Linked DNA regions of Hordeum vulgare: all the other regions are linked to region 3. Evidence: chromatin contacts called from public Hi-C data. All regions are on one chromosome and are shown on one strand. Each heading gives the region's core, a stretch centred on a gene start, on an enhancer-like site or on the middle of the called end of the contact. The rest is flanking DNA. Distances are from core to core; before and after follow the strand shown. Region 1 holds the start of LOC123425652 (HVA22-like protein k). Region 2 holds the start of LOC123425662. Region 3 holds the start of LOC123425658 (exocyst complex component EXO84C).

The links. A called contact is a pair of places that touch in the nucleus more often than the background predicts.
Region 1: a contact with region 3 is called in a Hi-C map of seedling, with 6 times the contacts expected there. The contact joins the promoter of LOC123425652 here to the promoter of LOC123425658 in region 3. A contact is called at or near these places in 2 of 6 Hi-C or Micro-C datasets (leaf and seedling) and 1 of 1 datasets of contacts at active chromatin or transcription factors (embryo).
Region 2: a contact with region 3 is called in a Hi-C map of leaf, with 4 times the contacts expected there. The contact joins the promoter of LOC123425662 here to the promoter of LOC123425658 in region 3. A contact is called at or near these places in 2 of 6 Hi-C or Micro-C datasets (leaf and seedling).

The regions. Positions count from the first base shown.
Region 1 is chr2H:158,345,768-158,350,133 of MorexV3_pseudomolecules_assembly, forward strand. It overlaps LOC123425652 (HVA22-like protein k), which reads right to left and starts at 2,574. Exons shown (of 8, transcript XM_045109351.1): 1 at 2,326-2,574; 2 at 597-655; 3 at 1-93. The coding sequence starts at 2,361.
Region 2 is chr2H:159,921,702-159,926,211 of MorexV3_pseudomolecules_assembly, forward strand. It overlaps LOC123425662, which reads right to left and starts at 1,689. Exons shown (of 5, transcript XM_045109365.1): 1 at 443-1,689. The coding sequence starts at 1,620.
Region 3 is chr2H:158,975,239-158,979,910 of MorexV3_pseudomolecules_assembly, forward strand. It overlaps LOC123425658 (exocyst complex component EXO84C), which reads left to right and starts at 1,479. Exons shown (of 7, transcript XM_045109359.1): 1 at 1,479-1,751; 2 at 2,288-2,382; 3 at 3,019-4,057. The coding sequence starts at 1,632.

The DNA.
Region 1 (4,366 bases), core at 1,324-3,823, 630 kb before region 3:
CAATAAAGGAGCAGCCGTTCTTTCTCATCTTGATCTTTCTTTTCAATAGCCCTGTAAGTGGAGTATACAGGCAGACCGATGCCCACTGCACAACTGTACCAGCACAGAGTGAGGATCATATAATGAATTTCTTCCACAACAAAAACAATAGCTCATCTATTAACACGGTTGCCACAATAAGTATAAGTTGCATACTGCTAGACAATCATCTAACTACACATTAGCATCTTGTCACTTTGATAATACAGATTATGCTTGTCTCATGTAGCTAAAATTTAAGAGATGTGCACATGCATATGAGATGTGACACTTGCTTTCAGCATAGACCAAATAATTAGCTGTTGCTAATATGAACAAAATACTTGTTGGTGATTGCAACTGACAGCATGTAGCAAGATAAAAACTAAAAAAGGTGATGATCGCCAAATGATACTACAACTATTTCACTAACACGCCCAATGCGCCTAAAAAGCTCAATAAGCAAATACCTTAATAAAACGAACCAGCCAAAGAAACAATCAACTTACAAAAGCACGACATGAAATAAACATCCAGATGAAAACCATGCCAATTAATTTAGAACGTTACAAGTATACCTGGCTGTGCGAACGACAACATTTGAGCTTAGTGGTGCCAGTAAAAGCCGCAAACCGACCTACGAGATGAAATGCAGTCTCAGGATTTCAGCACAAAGCATAACTTTCACTTGCAAGTAACAATTGTATCCAAGACGAAGTGAGAATCCATACAGGATGCTTACGAGTTTAGACAAGTTATCAGACAATAAGACAAGATACAATTGCAATCAATGGCTCAGCCAGAAGCCAGTGTATCAGCATAACTATCTGAAACTCAAAAATCTAAATGCAACACTTAGAGCCATTGCAAACACTACCATTCTGTTTCAATTCAACCACTTGGATCATGAGAAACGAACCACAAGAACACCAAAGTACGGCTATTTTATGCTGAATCGAACACTGGCACACCGACATCCTTTGATTTGGTCAATAGTGACTATGCAGTGAATCCAGTCATAATCTAGAAAATCCATCAAATCCAAATCAAATTTGACCATATTGCAAACAGCAGGGTAATAATTATAGTGTCTGTAGTGAAATCTTCTTGCCTGACCTTACAGCTCGCTGTTCAATGGAGATATAACGACAGGCCCGGGCGCAGGGGTGTGCGGCCGGTGCGCCCGCACAGGGCCTTCAAGTAGCAGGGGGCCCATTTTACGAGCAACTAGGCCTAGTTTAGCTAGCAGACTGGCAATGCCCATTAGTCACGTAGAGCTAGCAGGCCGGTTAATTAGCATCCCACGCATACTCTAGTTATTTGATCGCTAATCGATGGCCTGGAGAATACCTATCACATCCGACTGCTGGAATCCCGATCTAGTTCTAACCCTAACGACGCAGCAGCAGACTGGCAGCGGCAGGCCGGCGATGCAGCAGATGGCCGACAGCCGGCAGCGGCAAGGCCCGCACCGCAAGGAGGCACTGCTGCTGCAACATCCAACTGGTGAGTAGGGCAGGCACACGGCCGTATTCAGGAGGCGCTCTAAATCAACAAATCAGGGGAACCTGATGGACAGGTGCTAGCTCAACGTCACTTTCTTTTTCCAATCCTGTAATACTTCATCTTCTTCCACGAGATCGCCGATCCTCGATCTAGGCTGATCGCTTATACTTCTGTGCATCGCGCCTCGTCGGCGAGCAGTTCAACTCATAGTTTGTTGCTAACTATTTGATATGCATCATTTTTTCTAGACGTTGGTGTTTCAAGATCCAAGTTATGTCCACTACAAAATCCAGCTAGAGAATACAAATCTGATTAAGAAAAACATAAGAAAAATCATAAATAGATGATTTAACCCAGTCTCATAAAAGGAACTATAAATAAATCTATTACAAAAAAAAAATCAAGGAGGAAGGCCTCATGTCAGAGTTTGGCACAGGGCCGCAGATTTTGACGGCCCGGCCCTGTATAACGATGTACATTTATTTAGCATACAACGACTAGGATTGGCAATAGCAACCTTAGCCTCGGCAGTTCAATGGCACTATGATCATCGAGCAAAAGTAACCGAAATAATTCCCCGTCCCACACGCCCTCCTGGCGCAAAATCAATTGCATGATTCGGAGCGAGCCCATCACCCAATCGTCTCCCCAACCGGGCGAAATTCCAACACGAACAAGGCGCAACCGCGCCAAAAGCAACACCACGCAGCCTCCTTACGAGGCACACGGAGCGAGATTCCTCGCGCGACTCGTGCGATCTAGGGTTTCCGTACGAGGCAGGGTTGGGTCGGAGGCGCGTACCTCGCCGGAGATGGCGGGCGCCAGAAGAGCAGCCATAGGTCACCGCGGAGGAGGAGCCGGGATCCCTAGACGGCGCGCGGAGCCAGGGGGGAGGCCGCTGCGCGGAGGGCAAGGAATCTGCGGCGATCTGAGCTCCGGGCGCGAGAGGAGGAGGGCGCGCACACAAACCTGCGGGAGAAGCGACGCCGGCCGCAACAAGAAAGCCGGGAGCAAAAAAAAGTAGGAGACGGTTTAGCGCACTAGGCCTTTTTTCCGATTTTGACGCCGTCTTCTCCGAGATTTATATGAGAGTCCCCGTTATTTTCTCCTAGCAAATTGGCCCGTGCGTTGCCACGGAAGATAAAACATAATCTTCAATGATGGTGACCACATTATATTTATATATCTTCGCCTGATTTTAAAATTTTATGCACAAATACAAGAAAATGTTTCTTCTTTTAAATTTATTCACAAGTTGAAGCAATCTTTACATTTTCAAAAAATATATATCATGGTTGTCAAAAATCTTGGTAACTCAAAGATTTATTCTGAATTTCAATATTTTTTTTAAATATACAATAATAATTTGATCCATCCAACAGTTAATTCTTTAAAATTTACATAGGTATATTGTCACAAAGACTTAGAAGTATTAATGTTTAACTACATACATTAGATCTTTCGTGAAGAATTTTAAAAATATGGAAATAATTTTAAAATTGAGAACATTTTTTACAATTTACAAACATTTACTAAAAATCGTGAATATTTTTTATATTTCGAACGGGTTTAAATATTTTCTTTTGAATTGGCGACCAGTTCAAGAAAAGACGAACATAATTTTTTATGTTGGAGGATTTTATTTTAAATTCACAAACATTTTTTAAAACGCATGAAGTTTTTTTGAATAAACAAACATTTTTATAAATCAGTAATATATTTATTAAATTTATGGACATTGTTTTGGAATTTGAAAAAAATATATAAAAATCCCGCGCTTTTTTTGAATCCACAAACATTTTATGTTTTCGTTTCGTCAGCATTTAATTCAAAATTCCTCTTTTTAATATGCTAAAGTTTTTGTAATTCTAAATTGTTTAAATTAGAAATAAACAAAAATGGAACGGAAAATTTTAAATAAAAAAAACTATCAAAACAGACATTAGCTATTTTTAAAATTTTAGGACATTTTTTAAATGCATTAACATATGTTGAATTAGAAAGCATTTTGTTAAATGCCTTTAATAATTTTTAATACATGGAATTGTATTTCAAATCATGGACTTTTCTTATTGTACAGACATTTTATTGTATATGCGATAATTTTTTACAAAACTCCGAGCAGTTTTTGAAGTCACAAACATTTTATTTTTTGAAATACGTTGATTTATAATTTTCAGTTTATTAAATTTTTAAAGATTACTTGAAGTTTTAAATTATTTAAAATAAAATAAAATAAACGGAACTGAAAATAAATAAATAAACGGAACTAAAAGCAGGCGCCTGTGCATGGGCCGGCCCATACGGTGTGCTGGATATTCTCCCAGCGTGCAGAGCGTAATATAGAAGGTTTTTACATGGGCTGGCCCAGTCCAAGATTTATTTGCTTTCTGAAACGTTTTCTATTACTTACCGGTGGCATGGTGGATAATAAATGCAAACTTTAAGGGTAATCTCCCTCATGGACGATCAGAAACCGAATTTGCTTTATTATTAGGGAGAGATTGGTAATATCTTTTTGCTCCCATAATTTTGCGCCATCTTCTTCAAGTTTTTTTTCCAAAAAATTTTGATTTATTCATCTCCAATCAAGGCAGCACAACGAATATAAAAAATAATGAAACTTATATCTAAATTCGTAGACCACCTACCAACAACTACAACCACTGAAGTGAGTCCCTCCTCCCTCGCTGGAGCTGGACAAAATTGGTTGTAATAGACAATCGTGAAGTCGTCGTGCTAAGGCCACATAAGACCAGCGAACCAGAACAGGAACCGCCATCGATAAAGAGTAGCGTATCGAAAGGGTCCAACCTAAAGATACATGAACGTAGACGAACGT
Region 2 (4,510 bases), core at 439-2,938, 950 kb after region 3:
AAATAGACATAAGTCACTTTTAATCCAAGGGCTGGAGAAGAGAATGACCATGTGAAGGGTGGGATTAGAAATGCAATGGCAGAGACTAGAGATTTCAATTCCCTTCAATAAGAGTTTCTACTCAGTACATGTACATTTATGCCAGCAATAGTTCCTAAACATGGTGTTCGTTCCTCAGAAGTGACACATTTCCTCAAACAGCTGGTAAATATACTGGTACAAAGAAGGAAAAATACCGTGTGGTACCAAGTGGTTCAAATTCTAGTTACTTCATGCTTTTATGTTGGAAGTATTATCTTTCTGTGGTTTATTATTCACAGTTAGCTAATCTCATTAATCAAACAGTAATTATTACGAACACTAAAGAGTTGTGCGATTTCAGCTGTCACTCGCAAATTAAATCTAAAGAAGCATCAGTGAATGAGCAGGTTATGAAACATACCCTTCCTTCACAAACTCATGGAAGGTCTCGAGCTCCAGCGTCTCCGACAGCACGACCACACAGGCATCAGGATGCTGCTGGAGCAAGCTCTCGAGCCCACGCTGGTGCCGAACACCGTACGCCCACTGAGGGCTGTTCCATACCATGAACACCCTCATGGAGCACTTCCCATGCTCAAAGAACCTTTCCATGAACTCCGAGAACCCCAAATGTGGATCAATTCCTAGAAAGTGTCCCCACCTCCTAACTTGTTCCGGCTCCTCCTTCAGAATGGCTCCTATTCCATGCTCATTGTCGGACGACTTGAGGCTCCGCCGGGCAAAATTCTTGGATGAGTCTTTCTCAATTTCTGAGATGAGCATCCGCTGCACCATGCGGTCGCCACGGGTGAGTGACGTGAGACCAGGACTGTCCGGGTCCTGGAGCAGAGGGTGGTTGCGAGGATTGAGGAGCTCCAAGTTGGACCTGAGCATCCGATCGCGCCGGAGGTAGTCTGCCTTCCCCTCCAGCCACCGCGCCCAACCGGAGCGGAGCCGCGTCTCGCTACGGCCGGAGGCGGGCTTGAGGAGCAGCGCGTCCTCGATGCCGCTGATGGACGAGATCTCGACCCGCAGCTCCAGATCCACAGGCTCGTCGTCGGATCCAAAGGCGGCGGCGGCGATCTGGCGCGGGGAGTCCAAGTGAGGGAACCCCGCGGGCAGGGTGTCGCCAGCGGGGGGGAGGCGGAAGGGGAGGCGGGCGACGCCGGCGGCGTGGTCCCAGAGGAAGGACGCGGCGGTGGCGGAGGCGGGCACGTCCTCGGCCGCGTCGGTGACGGCGGAGGAGTCGTCCTCGTCGAGCACGTCGAGCTCGTCGATGCGGTCGTCGTCGGGGTTGGTAGCCGCGGCGCCCTCGGTGGCGGCAGCGGTGGTCACGGCGGCGAGGGTGAGGTCGGGGTCAAGGGCACCGGCCACAGGGTCGTCGTCGTCGTCCGCGAGGAGAGCGGTGGAGTTGGTGGCGGCGGAGTCGGTGGCGGAGGAACGGGACGAGGAGGAGAGAGGGAAGGGCGAGGAGGAGGAGAGGCGAGAGTGGAGGACGGCGAGGGAGAGGAGCAGGAGCAGCGCCGCGGCGACGGCGCAAAGCTGCGGGCCGAGGCCGGAGCGACGCCGCGCCGGGTGCGAGTGGGAGCGCGGCAGCATGTCGCGGTAGGAGGGACCCTCTCCCCTCTCTTCCCCTGCAACCGCAAGGCTCCGCTGCGCGCGCCTGTAGCTGCGTTTTCTTCGTGTTTAAACCATGCCCGGTGACTCTAGCTAGTCGGACTGTCACAGTCGCGTGGCCTCACCAACCTTTGGCTACCAACTAATCCTCTTTGGACAGGGAGCTGACCGTATGAACAGGGTAAGAGCATCTCTACTAGAGCCCTCAAACCCTCAAACCTTAAAAAATAACCGTTTTTTACAGTTTTCGTCGAAAAAACGGCGTAAACTAGTACTCTTAAACCCTTAAACCCGTAAAAAAAAATAGAGGTCCAACCCTCAAACGCCTTCCCAACCTGTAGAAGTGAGGGTTGGAAGGAAAAACTCCCCCCAACCCGCACTCCTCTTCCCAGATCGCGCGGGAGGGAATTCCCCCCGCCTCCCGAGCTCCTCCCGCCGCCTCCTCCCGCCGCCGCGCCCCCGCCCGCCGCCGCGCCTGCCCCGCCCGCCGCCTCGCCCGCCTCGCCTGCCCTGCCCGCCGCCGCGCCCCGCCCCGGCCTGAGCCATCACCTCGCCGCTGCAGCAGTTCCCCGGCGCCCAGATGAGTTCATGTTCCAATCCTTCTCCACCTCCACACTTCTACCATGGTGCCCTCGCGAGCTCCAGTGTACATACTCTTCCTGGTTTTGCTAGATAAGTAGAACAGAATTATTGGCAGAGAGGCAATTAATACATGCCCTGTGTATGTGAGTTTCTACCCAACTGAATTTTTTTCAGGCAAGTCATAACAGATTTTGCTTCAGGTTTCATGGTTTCAGGTTTTAGGTTTTATGGCAAATTTTGCCCTATGCAATTGATACATGCCCTGTGCAATTAGTTGTTTCAGGTTTTGCCCTGTGCAATTGATACCGATTTTGCTTCAGGTTCCATGATTTCAGGTTTCAGGTTTCATAACAGATTTCATGGCAGATTTTGCTGCTAAGAAATCAGTTACAAATAGAGGCTAGTAAATAGACTTTGCATGATATGCTTACCTTGTATTTTTCTTCAGATTGCTGCTAAGAAATAAGTTAGCATGTGAATAATTTGGTTTCAGATTTTCATGATATGCTTACCTTGTATTTTGCTTCAGATTGTCATGATCTTCCAAAGTTGCTATTATTTCACTTTACATTTTATCTCCATTGTCAAATGTTTTACTCATGAATTATGATGTATCTTTGTTTTACTTTTCTATGTCCTATTTGATTCGAACAATTGTTGTAATTTGCTCAAACATTGTTGTAATAATTTGAATGATTATTGTTTTATTCGGTGGTGTAATAATAACTAGAATGATTATTATTTTATGTCAAATGTGATTGAATTTGTGATATGTCATATGATGAAATGTGATGAAATGTGTGATACATGAAATGACAGTTTTAAGGGTTGGGGTTGGGGCAAAGACTAGAACCCTCAAACCCAACCCTTATAACAGAATATTCCATTATAAGGGTTGGGTTTGAGGGTTCTAGTCTTTACCCCTGTTTTTCAACCCTTAAAAGTGTTAAAAATGGCCAATTCTCAACCCTTAAAACTGGTTTTAGATTAAGGGTTTGAGGGTTCTACTAGAGATGCTCTAATAAGCTCGCTTTCGATGCACACATTCATCTTGGTCCCTTGACAGCTTGCTTGGCAACTTTTGACACACAAGTCTAGAGGAAGAATTTTGTGGTGGCATAAACAATGAGAGCTTGCATTTTCAGCTTTAAGAGCTCAAACAAGTGCCCTAAAATAGGGCATTGAAAAACAGTTTTAGGGTGTCCGGAGATGGGTTTTAAAATGACATCGTTGCTCCAACAAAAAATGTAAAATTAAACATTGAAATTGCATATAAATTAACAAGTAATATCGAACTCACCTCATAGCATCTTCAATAGTTGCTCTATTATATTATATAGGGCATGAAAAATATAAAAAATGGTTTTTATGACACCCAAAATTCTCACGAACTTTATAATAGGGCATTATTGCTCCAACAACCGCTTTAAAATAAGACAGCCGCATCACATCTTTTTTCAACAATTGCATACAAATGAAACTAAATGAATCTCAAATTAATCCAAAACAAACATAACAACAATTTCATCAAATCTACAATCAACTTACTAGATAATCCATCAAGTCCACAACATCAAATGCAACACAAATTGTTCATCAAACAATATAACAAAATTCAAAACGCAATACAACAAAGTTCATCACACAATACAACATACATTTAAATACATTACAATCGAGCACTCTTCAAGCCCTCTCAGACCTTCACCTTTTACTACCGTCAAGACTATAATTTTAGGTTATTTTGGTCGTTGGATGCACCTTAACCCCCATAGACAGTGGCAACCGCAATACACGATGCTCCAGCAACAAAATCGACGATCTACTATTGTCTGGGCCTGTTGGGCTTGTATCATCCAATTTCTCTCGGTCACTTCTTTGACAAAAAATCATCCACCAGACATGCGAAACGGTGGGTATGAGGTGAGAGGGTCACTGTGACGCCCTCGATTTTTTATCATACGCTAATCATACACGCAAATACGTACGACCAAGCTCAAGGACTCACGGAAAGATATCACAACACAACTGTAGACACAAATAAAAACATACAAGCTTCATATTACAAGCTAGGGGCCTCGAGGGCTAGAATACAGAAGCTCGAGAAACACACAAGTCAGCGGAAGCAACAAATATCTGAGTACAGACATAAAAACAAGGAGATGCCTTACAGAAGGCTAGCACAAAAGATACATCGATCGAACGAGGCGAGGCCTCCTGCTTGGGAACCTCCTAAACTACTCCTGGTCGTTAGCGGCCTTCGCATAGTAGCAGGCACCGTCGGGGTAGT
Region 3 (4,672 bases), core at 229-2,728:
ACTTGGCGTACACTTCAAGGCGTATTTGAATGATCAACATGCTATCCCTAGTTGTAACTGACATACTTGTAACTCTAGATACCCTCGGTGCCTATATAAGCCGTGGGCTTTAGTTTGTTGAGGCAAGAATTTTAGACTAGAACACAATCATACAACCTCGAGGTAAATCCTCCTGTACTTTGTACCCCATCCACAGTTAATACAATACAAGCAAGACGTAGGGTTTTACCTCTTAGAGAGGGCCCGCACTTGGGTAAAATATCGTGACCCCCTTTGTGATGTTACCATATATCCAAGATCAACGACTCGGGACCCCCCTACCCCGAGATCCGTTGATTTTAGCACCGTCATTTCTCAATATGGCGAGCTGAGCCCCGCCCCTCCATTACACGAGTGTTACATGACCCTTGCTCGCTCTCCTCTGCTTGGCGAGCACCCATCAATACTCGGGATATCGACATGAACTCCATCCGAGGTTTAGTAGACCCTAGACCGTCATCATTGGGCTCGGTCCGCGGCTAGGACATTCATCACCGACAAAATCGCGGGAGCATCCAATCGTAGAATTGTTGCCCCAACCACTCCATTTGAAATGTGCGACATCTTGAGAGTAGGCCCTCGTGAGAGGACCATCGTACCAAGCATGATTCACCCCTTTGGTGGACTACCTGCCTTCAGCAACCCCATGGTTTCACCCATATTGGAGGCCACGCCTTGCCCTGCCTCCACCATATGCAAGGACTCCACCGCTTTGCAGCACCCCGCCACAGGAATCACATGCATAAAATGTGCAATAAATGAGCACACATAACATATGGGCCAACCCATATACACTTTTTTGTGTGTCTTTCTCCCACGATTTTGGAAGGTTCTACAAATATTTTCTCTCTGTGTGTTTTCTTTTGTCAGCCTTTTCATTTCCCCTTTTATTTTCTGTTTTTTGAAATATGCTAACAATTTTGAAGTAAGTAAATATTTTTTGGAATTCGGAGGTTTTTTAACAAATTCATGAACTTTTTTGTAATTCGGGAAATTCATGAACAAATTTTGAAATTTGAGATCATTTCTCAAACACTTTTGGAAATTGAGAACATTTTTCGTAGTGCAGGACCATTTCTCCACATTGTGAACATTTTGCAAATTCAGGGACAATTTATGAAGTCCGGATTTAAAAAAAAAACCATGGACATTTTTTAAAATTCGGACCATGATTTCATATTCTTGATATTTTTTTTCAAATTCATCAATAATTTTTGAAATCCGGGACCACTTGTCAAATTTGTGAACATTTTTAAAGAAGAAAACCAGAAAAGGAAACACAAAAATAACCAAAAGAAGGAAAACTTAAAACGAAACAGGGGGGCCCTGCCGAGGCCCAAGCCGACGGCTCCCACCTGCACCGTAGAATGGGCAAAAAGAGAAGGGGGAAAACCCGGTGACGCCCATGGTAGCCCTCCGGTCGCTGCCGGTGGGTGACTGACCGCCCCCCATAACGGCACTCCGCTCCACTCCCACGGCTCCACCCCTCTTATCTCCCTTTCTCTCGTCTCCCCTGCCGCTTGCTCACCGCACGCCCGCAAACTCCAACAGGCTTTCGATTTCGGGCCAGCGCCCAAGGAGGCTCGGCGGCCATGGGGAGGCCGGCGATGGAGAGCAGCAGCGAGGAGGAGCTGGAGGACGACTTCCCCGGCCACGAGTGGATCACCCCTCAGTCCTCCATCCGCGCCGCCTACCAGTCCCAGACGGAGAAGGTGGCCTCCCTCCCCTCCCCCGCCCCCTTTCCCTTCCTAGATTTCTCCCCGTGTCGCCGCCGTCTTCCCCTAACACTCCTCCATCCGCGCATTGTTGGGGTTCTTTTCTTGGCTACTTCTTGCTTCTGCTCCTGGCTGCTCGTGCTTTTAAGCTAGATTGCGATTTTGGATCTAGAGCGGGCATGCCCGTGGCGGCGTGTTGCAGGGGGCAGTCGCTTAGAGAAAATTACCTATGCAGCGTTCAGTTACCGAGCCCTTTGTCTCTTGGGGGATTGGTAACTACTAAAATCTGATCTTCGAATCTTTGATTATTCAATATGCGCTGTTCTGTGGAACAGTCAGTTCAACTGGGGCCCCATCACAGCACAAATACAAGTACACCGTAAGCTAGCTTGGCCTTACTGCAACGAAATTGAATGAGACTGCTGATCTGCCTGCATCTGTCTGTTGAAGCCGGTGGGGACTCTGGTGGTTGCCCGAACCATCTCATCAGTGTGGTGACTGTACTCGGTGAGTAACGCTGTTGTGTTTAACAGGGTATCAGGAAGATCTGCTCCGAGCTGCTGGAGCTGAAGGATGCCATCGAAAACCTGTGCGGGAATATGCAGTCGAAATACCATGCTTTCCTCAGGTAACACTAGGAGTTCCATTCCGTTCTGGATTGGAAAAAACGTCTCTGTGACTGTGACTGATGCCCTTTATATTGTTGTTTATAGTTTCTGCTGTTCTGAGTTTTATCTTGTTGGCCATTGGATCTACACGGTTTGATAGTCTAGTAGTTGTACCTGCCTAGACTAGGACTTGCAACTAAGACTATTTGGTCACCTCATTGAAACATGTAGGTTGCTGCTGTGTGCCAAAAGGCCAAACTCTTGCAGCTGGTCCTTACACACTTGAGACTTGACACTTCCACTGAAGTCATACATAGCTGTTAAAAAATATGTATCCCTAAGAATTAGAAAAGTATTGGCGTGTGTGTGCCATTGCAGTGACTTGGATATTTATAAAAGAACATCCACTACGAGTACATAAGCACTATATATTCTTTCCAGTGCAGATTATGTTGAATGTTGGGTAACTTGAAACCACCTTGACTGTGAATGGATGGTAACCTAACTTTTGTCTAAGTGCATCAATACTCTACCTGATGCACCATTCAACTTCATTCAGTCAGTAGAAATTTGACTATGAACTATATACTGTCTTGTGTTTCTATTCTGCACAATTCCTTACATTTATTGCCAAACATTTTTATTTATTCGTGCAGAATATCCGAGGAGGTTGTTGAGGCAGAGCAAGAGTTAATTGAGCTGCAGAAGCATGTATCTGCCCAGGGGATGCTTGTACAAGATCTGATGAGTGGTGTGTGCCGGGAACTTGAAATGTGGCAAAAGTATAGTAAGGAAGAGCATGCGGTGGAAAAGGATTTTCAGTGTGAACTTAATGAAATTTTGTGTGTTGATACTCAAGACCCTAAGCTTATTTTTCTGGACGAAATAGACATTTTGCTTGCAGAGCACAAACTAGAAAAGGCACTGCTTGCCCTGGAAACTGAAGAGAAGAAATATATGGTTACAGACGATTCAGGCAAAGAATCAGATGCAGAGCTTTCTGCCTATAAGACAGCACTGCTTAAAAGGAAATCAATTCTTGAGGATCAGCTTGTTAGGTATTCAGAACAGCCATCTTTATCTATTACTGAACTAAGAAAATCTTTGTCTGGTTTAATTAAGATTGGTAAAGGCCCTGTAGCCCATCAAGTACTTCTAAAAACCTACGGTTCACGTCTTCACAGAGATGTTGAGGCATTTCTTCCCACCTGTTCAGTCTACACAGAAACTTACTCTGCAACCTTGTCGCAACTTGTTTTCTCAGTTATCTCAAAGGTGTTGAAAGAATCTAGTACACTATTTGGAGATAGCCCCATGAATATGAACCGGATTATCCAATGGTCCGAATCTGAAATAGAAGCTTTTGCACGTTTGGTTAAAGAAAATTCTCCTTTGCCTGAGAGTGTTTCTGCATTTCGTTCTGCCTGCATATGCGTACAAACTAGTCTTGCTCACTGCTCTTGTCTAGAATCACATGGGTTGAAATTCTCAAAGTTACTTATGCTACTATTGCGACCTCATATCGAAGAAGTGCTTGAACTGAATTTTAGAAGGGTAAGAAGAAAGATTATTGATTCAGCAAGGACTGATGATATTCTGCTTCTCGCTCCTCAAGAAGGATCACCGCCATCTGATTCAGTTGCCCCTAAGATGATGCTTACAAGCAGTGGAAAGAAGTTTATGTCAGTTATCAATGTGAGTTCTCGCTTTATTGATTATGGTTTGTTGGTATTTTCATTCTGGATATACCATATTCTCATAGTGTGTTACTGTATATATGAGTCCAGTTCCATGTAATGTTGGATTGCACAATTTGGTTTTGAGTATTTGAGTAGCCCTGTCTGTAATCTTGACATGTATAACATCCCATTTATTCCATATGTGGTGAACAACTTGCACCATGCCTCCAGGTACTTCTGTAAGTCACTAAGTTTCTAACATCTCATGAAATACTTGTTTAACCTTGTCTCGTGTGGCTGACCTAACTGGTGTAACACCTATTTCATGATGGTAGTCAACACATTCCCGACAGATGCTAGTTAATTAATACGAGCAACCAAGCACAACTGTAATAACTCCCTGAGTACACCTATGTAGAATCGTTAAGCGCAATGTACTTGCACGACTTAGTGCAGAGAGATGAGTTAGTTTAGACAACAAAACTCTATTAGCGACTAAGTCTTGCTCATGACCGTTAGCATGTCTCCCTGTACATCTCGTCACATAGGCCTAGACATATGGATCTAGCATGTTTTGTAACTCAGGTTCGTAGCTCCGCACGCCTCTGCACATGCCATATATACACCACCA